2 separate regions of the Triticum aestivum genome follow, and region 1 is linked to region 2. A link is a contact called in public Hi-C data. All regions are on one chromosome and are shown on one strand. The core of a region is the stretch at or near the end of the contact, and the rest is flanking DNA. Distances in the headings are between cores, read along the strand shown. Region 1 holds the start of LOC123144291 (putative multidrug resistance protein). Region 2 overlaps LOC123144290 (RNA polymerase I-specific transcription initiation factor RRN3).

Evidence for each region. A called contact is a pair of places that touch in the nucleus more often than the background predicts.
Region 1: a contact with region 2 is called in a Hi-C map of leaf, with 6 times the contacts expected there. The contact joins the promoter of LOC123144291 here to the enhancer-like site in region 2. A contact is called at or near these places in 3 of 5 Hi-C or Micro-C datasets (all in leaf).

The regions. Positions count from the first base shown.
Region 1 is chr6D:161,259,326-161,265,820 of IWGSC CS RefSeq v2.1, reverse strand. LOC123144291 (putative multidrug resistance protein) reads right to left here and starts at 5,070. Exons shown (of 6, transcript XM_044563374.1): 1 at 4,669-5,070; 2 at 4,505-4,559; 3 at 3,781-4,417; 4 at 3,141-3,681. The coding sequence starts at 4,893.
Region 2 is chr6D:161,071,249-161,076,937 of IWGSC CS RefSeq v2.1, reverse strand. It overlaps LOC123144290 (RNA polymerase I-specific transcription initiation factor RRN3), which reads right to left. Exons shown (of 14, transcript XM_044563372.1): 12 at 5,648-5,689; 13 at 5,319-5,503; 14 at 4,504-5,033. The coding sequence ends at 4,715. Among protein-coding and RNA genes, the nearest start is that of LOC123144290, 8.4 kb to the right of the region's middle. Within about 2 kb of position 3,612, at least 2 of the 8 cell types and tissues checked have an H3K27ac peak or open chromatin away from gene starts, as enhancers often do. A contact at or near this core is called in leaf, where this site is marked.

The DNA.
Region 1 (6,495 bases), core at 3,821-6,320, 190 kb before region 2:
ATATTAGTTTTGCTAGAACTCATCTAGATGAGATATAGTTTGGTCTCATTCACCTTTTATAGCCATTGGATGTGATGCTATAAGATGCGTGTGTGTTGACGTGGGTTGTACCTTTTCTTGTTTTCAAGGTGAATGAGACCAAATTATATCTTATCTAAATGAGTTCTAGGCACTCCCCAAAAATATTTAGTGCATGACAGGACCTGGGTGAAAATCCTGTTTGCTGGGAAAGTTGGAACACCATAACTGTTGGCTGGCAAGCCTTTTCTTGTTACTAGATTTGCAAAAAGGCCTCCTAGTTGCTTGCCGGCAGTGCCCACCGACCATGGACATGGAGGCACACACCCTGAGTGGTGGGCCGACGAGCCTCCCTTTTCCACTTGGGTTTCACCACTCTATGATTCCTAGCCCTCGCCATCGGCCATATTTGAAACTGCAAAGCGAGTGCTTTGAATTTCCATGCCATCTCCACTCGAACCGAATCACCGTGAAGGGGTGTTATAGCAGCCTTAGAAGTAATAGTACCGACTTTGAGCTAACAGGGAAAAAAGATGAAATTTATTGGGCAATTTATGCTGGATTCTAACATTTGACCTTAGCTTATAATTAAGCTTATGCTGCCATTTAGAACTCATGCTGCCATGCAGTACGAGTATTTGGAAGACATCTGGTACAATATTCTTTCGGTACTGAAAACGATTGAGAGATCATAATGCACTGATTTGTTGTTGCCCAGAAGTGGATGGGTGATGTGTGGCAGGTCAGGTCTGCTGGAGAAGAACTAAGTGGAGAGGAACTGTATGCTGAAGCTGAACTGGTGGCAAGGGTGGCTGAACTGTATGCTGAAGCTGAACTGGTGACGGATGATGCACTTTATGCCCACGCACCACAAGGCGGCCACTCTCCTTCATCCCAGAGCAATGTGCCGCAGTGAAATGTTTTGTACTCCCTCCATCCCAAAACAAGTGTCGTGGTTTTACTTCAAATCTGTTCAATTTAAACTAAAACAACGACACTGATTTTGGGACGGAGGGAGTAAATCGTTGCTTAGAGCTTTATGTTTTTGTTTTTGTTTTGTCTGATGATGCACCTTAGTTTGCGTGATTTCTTGTTCATTAGCTTGCAGACTTCCACTGCCTGACTGGGTCCTCAGGTTTTCATATGTTTGTCAGCTTTAATTTTAAATAACTTTTGTATGTAATGAACTCTTTTGTTGCAGGATGATATGGTAGCTTTCCAGTGCCTGACTTGGTGTTAAAATTTTGTGCATATGCGCATCTCCAGTCTTGGGATCCTTGAGGTCGCTCCAAGGGTACACTTCTCACACTGCAAGTCTCCATCCAAACACCTACTACATGTGTACCCAATATGGTGTTGTGTGTGCTACTTTAATCATGGGCATCGCTTCCATTCTGCTGACTTCGTTCAACTGAGTCCCCAATTTGGAACTTGGTGCAGGAAGGGCAACATTCATGGAGACTGGATACTGAGCGGATCACTTTCTATGTGATGGCATATAATGATACTTATTGCGCGTTTGCTATTCTTTAGGCGTCCGAAAAACATTCAGGCGCCAGTCGAATCTGCGGAGCCTCCGAAGGTGAGACGGGGATGCGGGAGCCGACACTTCAGCGGGCGTCGAAGGGTGCCTCCGAAGGTGAGACGGGGATGCGGGAGCCGACACTTCAGCGGGCGTCGAAGGGTGAGTCTACGGGCAGACACGGGAGGAGGAAGAATATGACTCTGGCTGTGGGATGTAGATCGGACGGTTGAGGGAAATTTGATTGAACTGGTTTCTTTTCTAGACGACTTTAGTGCTCCCTCAGTCTCAAAATGTAAGACGTTTTCTGATACTATTTTGATTTTGAGACATAAGAGAGAGTATTTCCTTTTAACTGGGTCAACAAAACTGAGGGGTTGCATTTTGGTGGGACTGAGAACTCGACAGGATGATGAGCTCCTTCCGAATCCCGGATTGCGTAAGGGCTTTTCTTCAGAGGCAAGGGCCATGTTCTTTGCCCGCGGCTGGGCTACACGGACCAGTAGAGTGCTAATGCTTACTTTTTTTTAAACTAAAAAAGATTTTATTCCAGTGCTAATGCTTACTTAAAAAAGGTGACCACACTAGAAACAAAGGGTGCTGCTACTTTTAGAAAACAATCAATAAATGCCTTATTCCATAAAAGGAAGGCACAATTCGCAACGTACAACGGGAGGAGTTGGGATTCCAGGGCCACACGCCGCGGCTGCCTACCAGTAGTATTCCTGTTCAATTAAACTACGAGGAGAATTTCGCTGTGACATGTTCAGTTATTCTGTTGGTTAGTTTGGGCCAGTTTGTGGCAAAATATCAAGGTGAATATGGTTCCACGCGCACCATTGGGATCTTACTATTCATCAAGCAATGTCTTTTTTCTAGATTATCATGGATGTCATTTCGATCTATGTTACAACAAAATTCAGTACTACTACTTTTTTAATTACTGTTCATGGGTGCATGTGGAGCCATGCTCCAAAAATTCCCGCCCCGTTTGTGGTACTGCAGGGGTATGGAAACGGAAGCACCTTTATGGTTTACATCCCTTCTTATTCTTATCTTTTCCAGTTCCAGTAAGATCTTTCTTACATATACATACTCCATAACTAGGCATGTTCATGTCAGTGCAAAGTAGAGCTTCCATTTTTTGGGATGGTGCTCTATGATTTGTATATTGTTGATTTTTCTTTAGAATCTAGCCTTTAATAGTACGTTTTAAAACTATCTGAATCGTATTCCTTTCACTAATAGTAATCGATTGGGTATTCGCTCTTGACTTTTGAGAGAAACTACACATAGAGAGAGCAAAGAAAGAAGGAAAAGGAAACAACATCATGAAAATTCTCGCCTTTTTACCGCATTTTGTGTGACTCCGTACTCTAATCCACCGAACATGTTAGAAGAAAGTTCGCGGAGAAAACAACTCGACGAATCGCATAGGCATTTCGCAACGAGAACAAAAGTTGACGAAAAGGAAATCGACAGCGACTTGCAAAGAGGAAACAGTTCCCATGGATTGCGAATCACGGTACTAGAGTAAGAAAAAAGTTTGTAGTAATTCAAAAAAATAAAATAAAAAAAGTTTGTAGTAATTGATTATTACCTGTGTGTCGTAGCCCTGCGGCAGCTGGGAGATGAAGTTGTGCGCATTGGCGGCCTTGGCGGCGGCGGTGACCTCATCCGGCGTCGCGTCCTCCTTGCCGAACAGGATGTTCTCCATGATGGACGTGGCGAACAGCGCCGGCTCCTGGCTGACCAGCCCCATCTGCGCGCGCAGCCACTTGAGCCGAAGCCGCCGGATGTCCACGCCGTCCAGCGCCACCTCCCCGCCCAACGGGTCGTAGAACCGCTCCAGCAGCGCCACCACCGTCGACTTGCCGGACCCGCTGCTGCCCACCAGCGCCGCCGTGCGACCCGCCGGCACGCGCAGGCAGAAGCTGGAGAAGATGGGGCTCTCCGGCCGCGACGGGTAGCAGAACTCCACGTTCTTGAACTCCACCTCGCCGGCCACGTTCGCCAGCTCCTCCCCGGTGTCGCTGCCCGAGTCGATCTTGGGCACCCGCCGGATCACCGCCAGCACCCTCTCCCCCGCCGCGCTCGCCTCCGAGAAGTACTTGACGTTCGACAGCCCCGACCCCAGCGCCCTGCATGCACGCGTTTCATGGCTCCTCGTTAATGGCGGCGCGCGCGCGGCTATGTATCGTGCATGGACATGGACCGGAAACTAGATTACTGCTACGTACAGGCCGCCGAGGATGATGGAGGCGGAGGCGGCGAAGACGGTGCCGCCCTGGTAGCCGTGGTACATGACGAGGCGGCTGCCATACCAGACGTTGAAGGCCCAGATGGCGAAGGTGATGCCGTTGCTGCCGACGGCGATGCCCTTGGCGAGCCCCTGCTTGATCCCGAGCCGCGTCGACTCCTCGAGCGCCGCCGAGAACTGCGCCATGGTGGCGCGCTCCGCCGCGAAGGAGTAGACGGTGCGCACCGACGAGATGGCCTGCTCGGCGACGGCGCCCGGGCGCGTGTACTGCTCCCTGATCCGGCGCGCGAGGCCGATGAGGATGCGGCCGTACATGAAGCCGGGGATGATGAGGAGCAGGACCGACGGCAGCGCCACCAGGGTGAGCCGCCACAGCAGCGCCAAGGCCACGGCGTAGCTGCCGAAGAACATGGCGGCGTTCATGACGAAGTTGGGCACCTTCTCGCTCAGCACGTCCTGCACCACCAGGCTGTCGTTGGAGACGCTGGCGATCACCTCCGCCGTCGACCCCACCTTGAGGTCGAAGTACTCCACGTCCTGCCGGAGCACCGCCGCCAGGTACCGCGCGCGCATCCGGGACGCCTGCCGCTCCGCCGTCCGTGACCAGCAATACCCCTCTGCACACGCATGGATCGCATTGAGAAATGCATGACTGCATGTACGCCATTGGCACGGCATCCAAACATATTGTCGTTGTCACTCACCTAGGAACGCCATGACCCAGCAGCCCAGCGCCAAGAAGACGAGGTTCCTCGCGTTCTGGCCCATCGAGTGGATTCATTTCAACACGAGAATTGCATGTTAATATTCTCGTCATGGCTGCCACGGCCGGCTGAACAATGGGCGGAAAGAAATGTCGAAGTCGTACCTCGTCGATCTTGGAGCTGAACTCCTGGAGGAGGTCGGGGCCGCTGCCGAGGTCGTTGAAGATGCGGCTGGTGATGAGCAGCATCGCCGGCGTGGAGACGCCGTCGCCGATGGCGCCCACGAGGCCCAGCACCATGAGCGCCACGTCCGCTGCGTCCGCGTGCATGAACACCGACACGAGCGACGAGCCGAAGGGCGCCTTCTTGGCGTCTGCCGCGCCACCCATGCCCGGCGAACCCGCGAGCTCGCTCGCTGGTTGCTTCTGATGGGGAGTTTTACTCGATATGTTGACTGACTCTAGGTTGGAGTATAGAAGTATAATCCGGCGGCCTCCTTTTCAGGTCGTTTAATTAGGTGGTAGACTCTGACTTGTCTAGCCAAGCTTGTCCGCCGGAGGAGAGAGGGATGGCTCCGGCTGGCTTATATATAGGGCGCCGGGCAGCAGGTGCATGCGCGAGGGAGTTATCCTGGACCGGAGTACTTTTCTCTTGATGATTCCCGCCCGGTCCTGGGAAATTCTGTTGTTGCGTCGACGCAAAGAACTAACTGCGGCGCTAAAAGGCTGGCCCTGAAAAAAATCTCCAGTACGAGGCTTTGCCTCAACAGACTTCGTGCGTTTGAGCGTACCGCTCTTAAATTCGCGATGTTATTAACAGCCACGCCTAACTCTTAAACTAGCAGAACAAATGCTAATCAAATTCGTGCTACTAGCTATAATGTATATAAATAATTAAACAAATGACTAAAGTCATCTCAAAAGCTCATTTCTTCCTTATACGCCCGGATATGTTTTAACATCAAACAAGCGTTAAGTATGTCCCACAAAATTAAACCTTCTGGACCGTTCGGTCCCCCCAAATACAGACCATATGTTGAGGAGATACGTGGTTGTCTGGACTATCCTATATGTTATCTCCAGGAAAAATATCAGGTGCTCCCGGATCACCTGATGATAAGGTGCTCCCGGTGCATCTCGGCCGTTGGATCATCAATCGAATGGACAACATTTGGTCAATGTGAATTTTGTAGAAAACCCCAAAACATTTTTGAAATGACGCTTGAATCCACATCCCGTGAATATTGCCTGTTGGATCACGATCCAATGGCCGAGATGCTACCGGAGCACCTAAGATAAGGTGCTACCGGAGCACCTGATATTCACCCGTTATCTCCAACATGCAGATCCAACAAAAAAAAACCCATACCATGACGCACCCTTACTTTTTTCTGTCAGACCCTTGCCTTCCTGCTCGGTTTCCCGCTAGATATTTCTCGCTGGAGCCTCCTCCTTAAAATTAGATAACGCTCACCTGCGAACCAACCTGTGGTTGGATGGTTAGAGGGACTATGGTATCCCCAGCCCACCAGGGTTCAAATCCTGGTGCTCGCATTTATTCCTGGATTTATTTCAGGATTTCCGGCGATGCGCATTCAGTGGGAGGAGACGCCCGTCGACTACGATGCGCCTACGGTGACTTCGTAAATCTCAAGATGATATGCCGGCTCAGTCTTTCGAAGGTGCTCATAGGGATAGGGTGTGCGTGCATGCGTTCATAGGGGTGAGTGTATGTGCGTGTATATGAGCGCTTGTGTCTGTACTGATTTTAAAAGATAACGCTCACCTCACCTTCACCGTGCATTGAAACAGAGATGAAAATTTTCATGTTTACAATATAATAGAGTGGGTTAAACACATCTTCTACTCCTAGCCTATTCACTAATCCATTTTGCTGGCGCCAACCAGTACCACGTCAATATCAACGCGTTCGTCAGCGACGCCTCATCTTCTTCTCCCTCCTTCCTCGTTTAGTTCTCGTTCCTACTTATT
Region 2 (5,689 bases), core at 2,363-4,862:
TATTCCTCTTTTTCTCTAAAGTTGTGACTTGGGACATCTTTTACCCTATTACAAGTAATTGCCATATCTTCTTAGTTGAAACCTATGATAAATTTTACTCTATTTTATTATTTATCCAAACTAACAAGCTAGACCCACTTTGTCAAAATGATGTAGTTGTTGGAAATCAAATAACTCATATACATATTTATTGGGAGCGTAAAAACTTATGCCAATTCCCTCACATCCAACTAATTAATCTGATCACAATTCATTTCATACTATGAATTCCTGTGCACGTTATGTCGCAGTAATGGTAGCTAGTCGATTGATTCAAAGCATTAGCATATGATGCATTAGGATTGAAGTTATTCGCATGGAAATGGGCATATGATCCATTCCTGATGTAAGAAACAAAATTCTTAGATGTGCTATGTCACATCAAGACAGACTGATAAACTGGTGAAGTAGACTAACAGGAATAAATTCCTTCCGTTGTAAAATGCAAGATAAAAACTTTACACAAAATGTAGTTGGCATCCTTATTGACCATGTATGCTGCAGAGTCCATGTCTTCATGTTGCTGCAGAGGTCGGGTGTGTGTGTGCTCATGATGATTTGTATCCTCTTGATCCTACATTTTGAGGTAATAAAGTAAGCCCTTTGTTGGAGAAAAATGTATTGTTGTTACAACTAATGTGATCACATGTCATTATTTCACATTATGAATTCTTATAAACATTATGTCATGGTACTGGCAGCTATTTGATTGACTTAGAGGAAGCACATGATGCATTATGATGAGGTTATTCTCACGGAAATGGGCATATAATCCATTCCATGTAATAAACAAATAATTCTTAAATGTACTGTATCACATGAAAATAGACTGATAGACTGGTAAAGCGTACTAACATGAACAAATCCCTTTTGTTGTATAAATGCAAGAAAAAAGCTTTAACACGATGCAATTGGAATTGATCCTTACTTAGAATAAATTATTAACACATACATGTCTCAAACATAGCACTGCCAGTTCTAGAAAAGAAACCTTAACATTTCTTACTATAAAATGTAAAGAATATATTCCTCCTTTCGCCTAAAGTCGTGACTACCGGCATCTTTTGCCTATTAAAAATAATTGTCATACCTTCTTAGTTGCAATCTGTGATAAATTTAACTCTATTTTATTATTTAGTATTCATGCCTTCTTAGTAAAATTTAGTATCCCCTAAATTAGAGCACTTATAAATATTTGTCTTGATGGACTTCTCTTGTAGTCGTACCAGTACTATTTCTAGAACAACTATAATGTGATCTGAACACGTTCCTCTAGTTACATTTTAATGGACTGCCTGGATGCACTTGGTTCGGAGACTGATAGATGTTCAACTCTCCGACCAGCCGGATTCGACGCAATGGAAATTAGCCAAAAATGGGATTTTTACGGTGAAATCGTTCTATATGATTTTGGTTAATTCTGGCCCAATCTCAAGATCGTTGCATATTTGGAGGGTTAAGGTTCCCTTGCGTATTAAAATCTTTATGTGGTTCGTCCACAAGCAAGTGATACTCACCAAGGACAACTTAATCAAGAGGCGATGGGTAGGTAGTTTGCGATGTTGTTTTTGTGATCATGATGAAACAATACAACATCTATTCCTTGAATGCCCACTCGCCAAATTGCTTTGGAGAACGATTCATATAGCCTTCAACATTAATCCTCCAGTCGACATTGAGTCGTTGTTTGGGACTTGGTTAGCTGGGGTTGAGCATACTACTGCGGCTCGTATTCGGATTGGAATATGTGCGCGTTTGTGGGCTATATGGAACTGTAGGAATGATATGATTTTTAACACACAACACACTTTAACTTTCCTGCAGGTCATCTTCAGAGCTACCGCTTGGATCCGTACGTGGTCCTTACTCACTCCTATGGACCCCAGGGAGCCTTTGGTTACTGGGTGCAACCAGTGGGAGATGGTAGCACGGGCTATATTCAACCGGTTCGGATGGCGGACGCATAACAGGATAGGAGTCTAGGGAGCTTATCCTTCATATTACCGTATCGGTTGTGATTGTCAGCATGTACTTTTATATTTTTCTTTTGTTTCGCTCCGCTTGCGAGCTGTAATACTGTTATGACTTTCTGCTACTTCATGGATTTTTAATAAGATGGTTGCATGCATCATTATGATGCAGAGGCCGGGGGCACGCCTCCATTTTCAAAAAAAAGTTACATCTTTGATTATGCAATATTTTGAGAAGTGATCTTTGAAAACATGATGAAAGAATTTTAGAACTACTCCTTCCCAAAACATCCCCCCCCCCCCCCCCTTCCCAAAAAAACAAGGATAGCCCTGACCTCTTCATTGATTGATGCACATAGCCATGTATTCTTATTGTGGGAAATAATACTGAACAATATCAAGCATTGATGCTAACAAATTGGCTTACAAGAAAGAAAAGGTAAAACCCTAGGCAGTCCACGTAGGACCTGCCATGCAGAAGGTTGTTCAAAATCCTATTACCACAGTAAAACGTATACTCACATGCCACACCTGCTCTACAGTTGGTAATATACAACCATTTTCGTGCCAATATATAATAAAACAAAATAAACAAAGAGAGGATGGACAAGTAAGCGCCGATGTCTCAGGTGATGTTACTTAATTATAATTTGCTTATTTACCACTGAACAACTACCAAACAGAAGCACGCCACCTTATCAATCACACTTACGTCCACTTTTTATTCTAGAAATGAAACACCATTCTTATGCCTCCACTAACCCTTAATAAAAAAGATCCATAACAGGGTGACGCCAGTTGCCCTGATCATCCTTAGAGGCCGTGCACCAAGTTGGGGGTCAGCTTCTAGAAGAAACAACCTTGGCATCTTGAAAGGACATGGACTAGCTGCGGCCAAGTCACCTGCCTGCCTGGAATACATACTCCCCGAGTAAGCATCTACCTGCGATGATCCTTTAAAGATGGCATCTGCAGGTTAATATATTGCTTTAAAAATTATGTGATCTTCTAGAGGGGAGTTCACTTACTTAATTATTCCCAATCCTGTGGCCGAGCATGAAAGCATGCATGATACCCCGTTGACACTTCCCATTCTTCATGTGTCACGCATGACACAATTAGTCACGTACGTAGCTTCTTCCTGTCCATATACATTGGTCCATACACGTGGACTAGGGTGGCTGCATGCAACGTTCAGATGCAGAAGCCGGGGATCCTCCTCCTTTCCTAAAAAAAATACATTGGTCCAGACATGTAACTAACTGATTGATATTCAACGGCATGTTAGCATACTTCTTTGAGTATTGGTTTAGTTTAAATTTAATTGTTGGATTGTATGATGACGCTTGTACTGGTGCAGATCGGTGCTATTAAGCCCCCAAGCGCACACGGTAGCGACAAACTATGTGTGATGACAACATCGTCCATGGTACATCTTCCCCGCGACGTTGGGGTCCGAGTCGGAGGTAAACGGTGGCATGCATGGTCCTAGGCCGTCTGGTGTTATGGTGCGACTTGCCCGCCATGCTAGGTAGAGGGTGTGGGAAGCAGCTGCAGTCCTCGCAGCCGAGACCGTGGAGACGGGTCACACACCGCCGCGGAGCTGTTACGGGTGACCGGCACCCCCTGGCACCGCAACCAAAGTCGCGGAGGTGTCGGGCTCCGACAACGAGGGGTATATCCTATCGTGGACCTCACCTCGACCGGCGACGTCGATGTCACGAGCTCCGACGAAGAAGAGTAGAGCACTCTCTAACTAGGACGTCGATGTTCTCTAATATTGGCTGAGAGGGTGCTCTCGCTTGTAGGTTGTCCTAGTTAGAGAGTCATTTGTTGCTAGATAAATTAGTAGTTGCTGTATATCCGCCGCGCCGGGCTGGGACGGGCCGGGAGGTGTTCTTGCTAGACATTGACCTGAAGTCGACGACGTACGCTTCGCATCGGGGGCAAAGCTAGCTAGCTAGCTACGATGAGATGTGTATAGACAAACAACATTCTTTTGGGGTGCCCACCACTGACTCGAAGGAAAAAAGATACGGATGTGCAAGGGGAGACTGCTCAACACGACCGCAAAGCAGTGGCGCTAACCAGGCAGGCAGGCAGCTTATCATTGCCACTTGCAATCAGTAGCAAAAAATGTTGATCGATGCTGGCGGCGTGGAGGACGGAAGATTTCGGGGCTTCTCTTCCGTCTACAGCTTGCAGGAACCGGCTGTGGACGACATGTTACAATCTTCCATCTATGAGATCTACGAGATACGCAACAGGGCTTACTGCACTGCTGTCGCCAGTATGACGTACCATTCCACATCAGGTCGTCTCACGCGTATATCTCGGAGATGTACATACATCCTAGCATATACTCCCTCCGTTCCTAAATATTAGTCTTTTTAGACATTTTAAATAGACTATAACATTTGGATATATGTGGACATACTTTAGAGTGCAGATTCACTCATTTTGCTTCGTACGTAGTCACTTGTTGAAATCTCTAGAAAGAATTAGTATTTGGGAACGGAGGGAGTATAATCTCACAGCCACTCAACAACTGCCGTCTTCTAACAACATCTGCACTTAACACTTTCAACCCCAAAAGTTCGTACCTGGTTGGGCTTTAACACACCCGAGTGAATGGGCCGTTTGACATTACTCCACAAACTACCAAAGGACCCTTGTTGTACAGTCGGCTCAGCTGTCTCTTCAACCTACGGTGATCCTGACATGGCCCATCGTGACGGGGGGCTCGCTGAAGGTCTGATCCTCGCGGGCATGCTGAGGCCAGCATCACCACCGTCCGCGGCCATCCCGTGGTAGAAGGAGTGGTGCGGGGTTATAGACATCTTGTTCATCGAGTACTCCAGCTCGTCGTCGTCGCTGTTGATATCTATCTCGACATGATCGTCCAAGCTGCCCACGTTCATTTCAGGGGCATCAAGGTCCAGCAGCTCATCGTCGTCATCGTCCTTGTCATTGCTGTATGTCGTCTTGACCATGGACCAGAACTCGAAATTTGGACGGATATATCTGCAGGCACAAGCGGAGCAAAAATTAATATGACGAGGACAACTAGCAGCTCTTCTCCAGATACAGATAACAGAAACTGAAATCCACTTTCAAGAAAAAAAATAAACTGAAATCCCAAACAGCTTTTGTCAAAGTAATAGTTCTGAAACCTAAGAAAAGTCCAACAACAGCAGCAACAGGGCTTACTAGACATTGTATAATCCACATGGCACAAACAATGCAAAGAGCAGTGGTTCAATGCCGCTGTAATACATTTCAAAAGTAATAATGTCAGGTGGTGCAAACCTGTCCGATTCTTTTAGCAGGTAAGGATCAAATGGGAAGAAGGTGTCAAGTCTGTTGATTCCTCCAAAAGCCCTGGACAAATCAGATTCGATTGCATCTTCAGCTGCTGAATACATGGATGCAGCGAACAATCCGGCATCCTTGGCCTGTCTCAGGAACTCGTTTACTATTGAAGGCAAGCACACCTAGGATAACAGAAGAAAATGTGAACCGCCAACATAGCATGGTATTTCCCAGTTAATGATGCCAAACATCAAAATGCGCCACTCATGTAGATATGTGAAGGGAGCATATTATCAAAGGTGGCAGAGAGTGCATGTCATACAGACCTTTAGAGGTTCCAGACGGTGGTTCAAGATAAATCCAAAAGA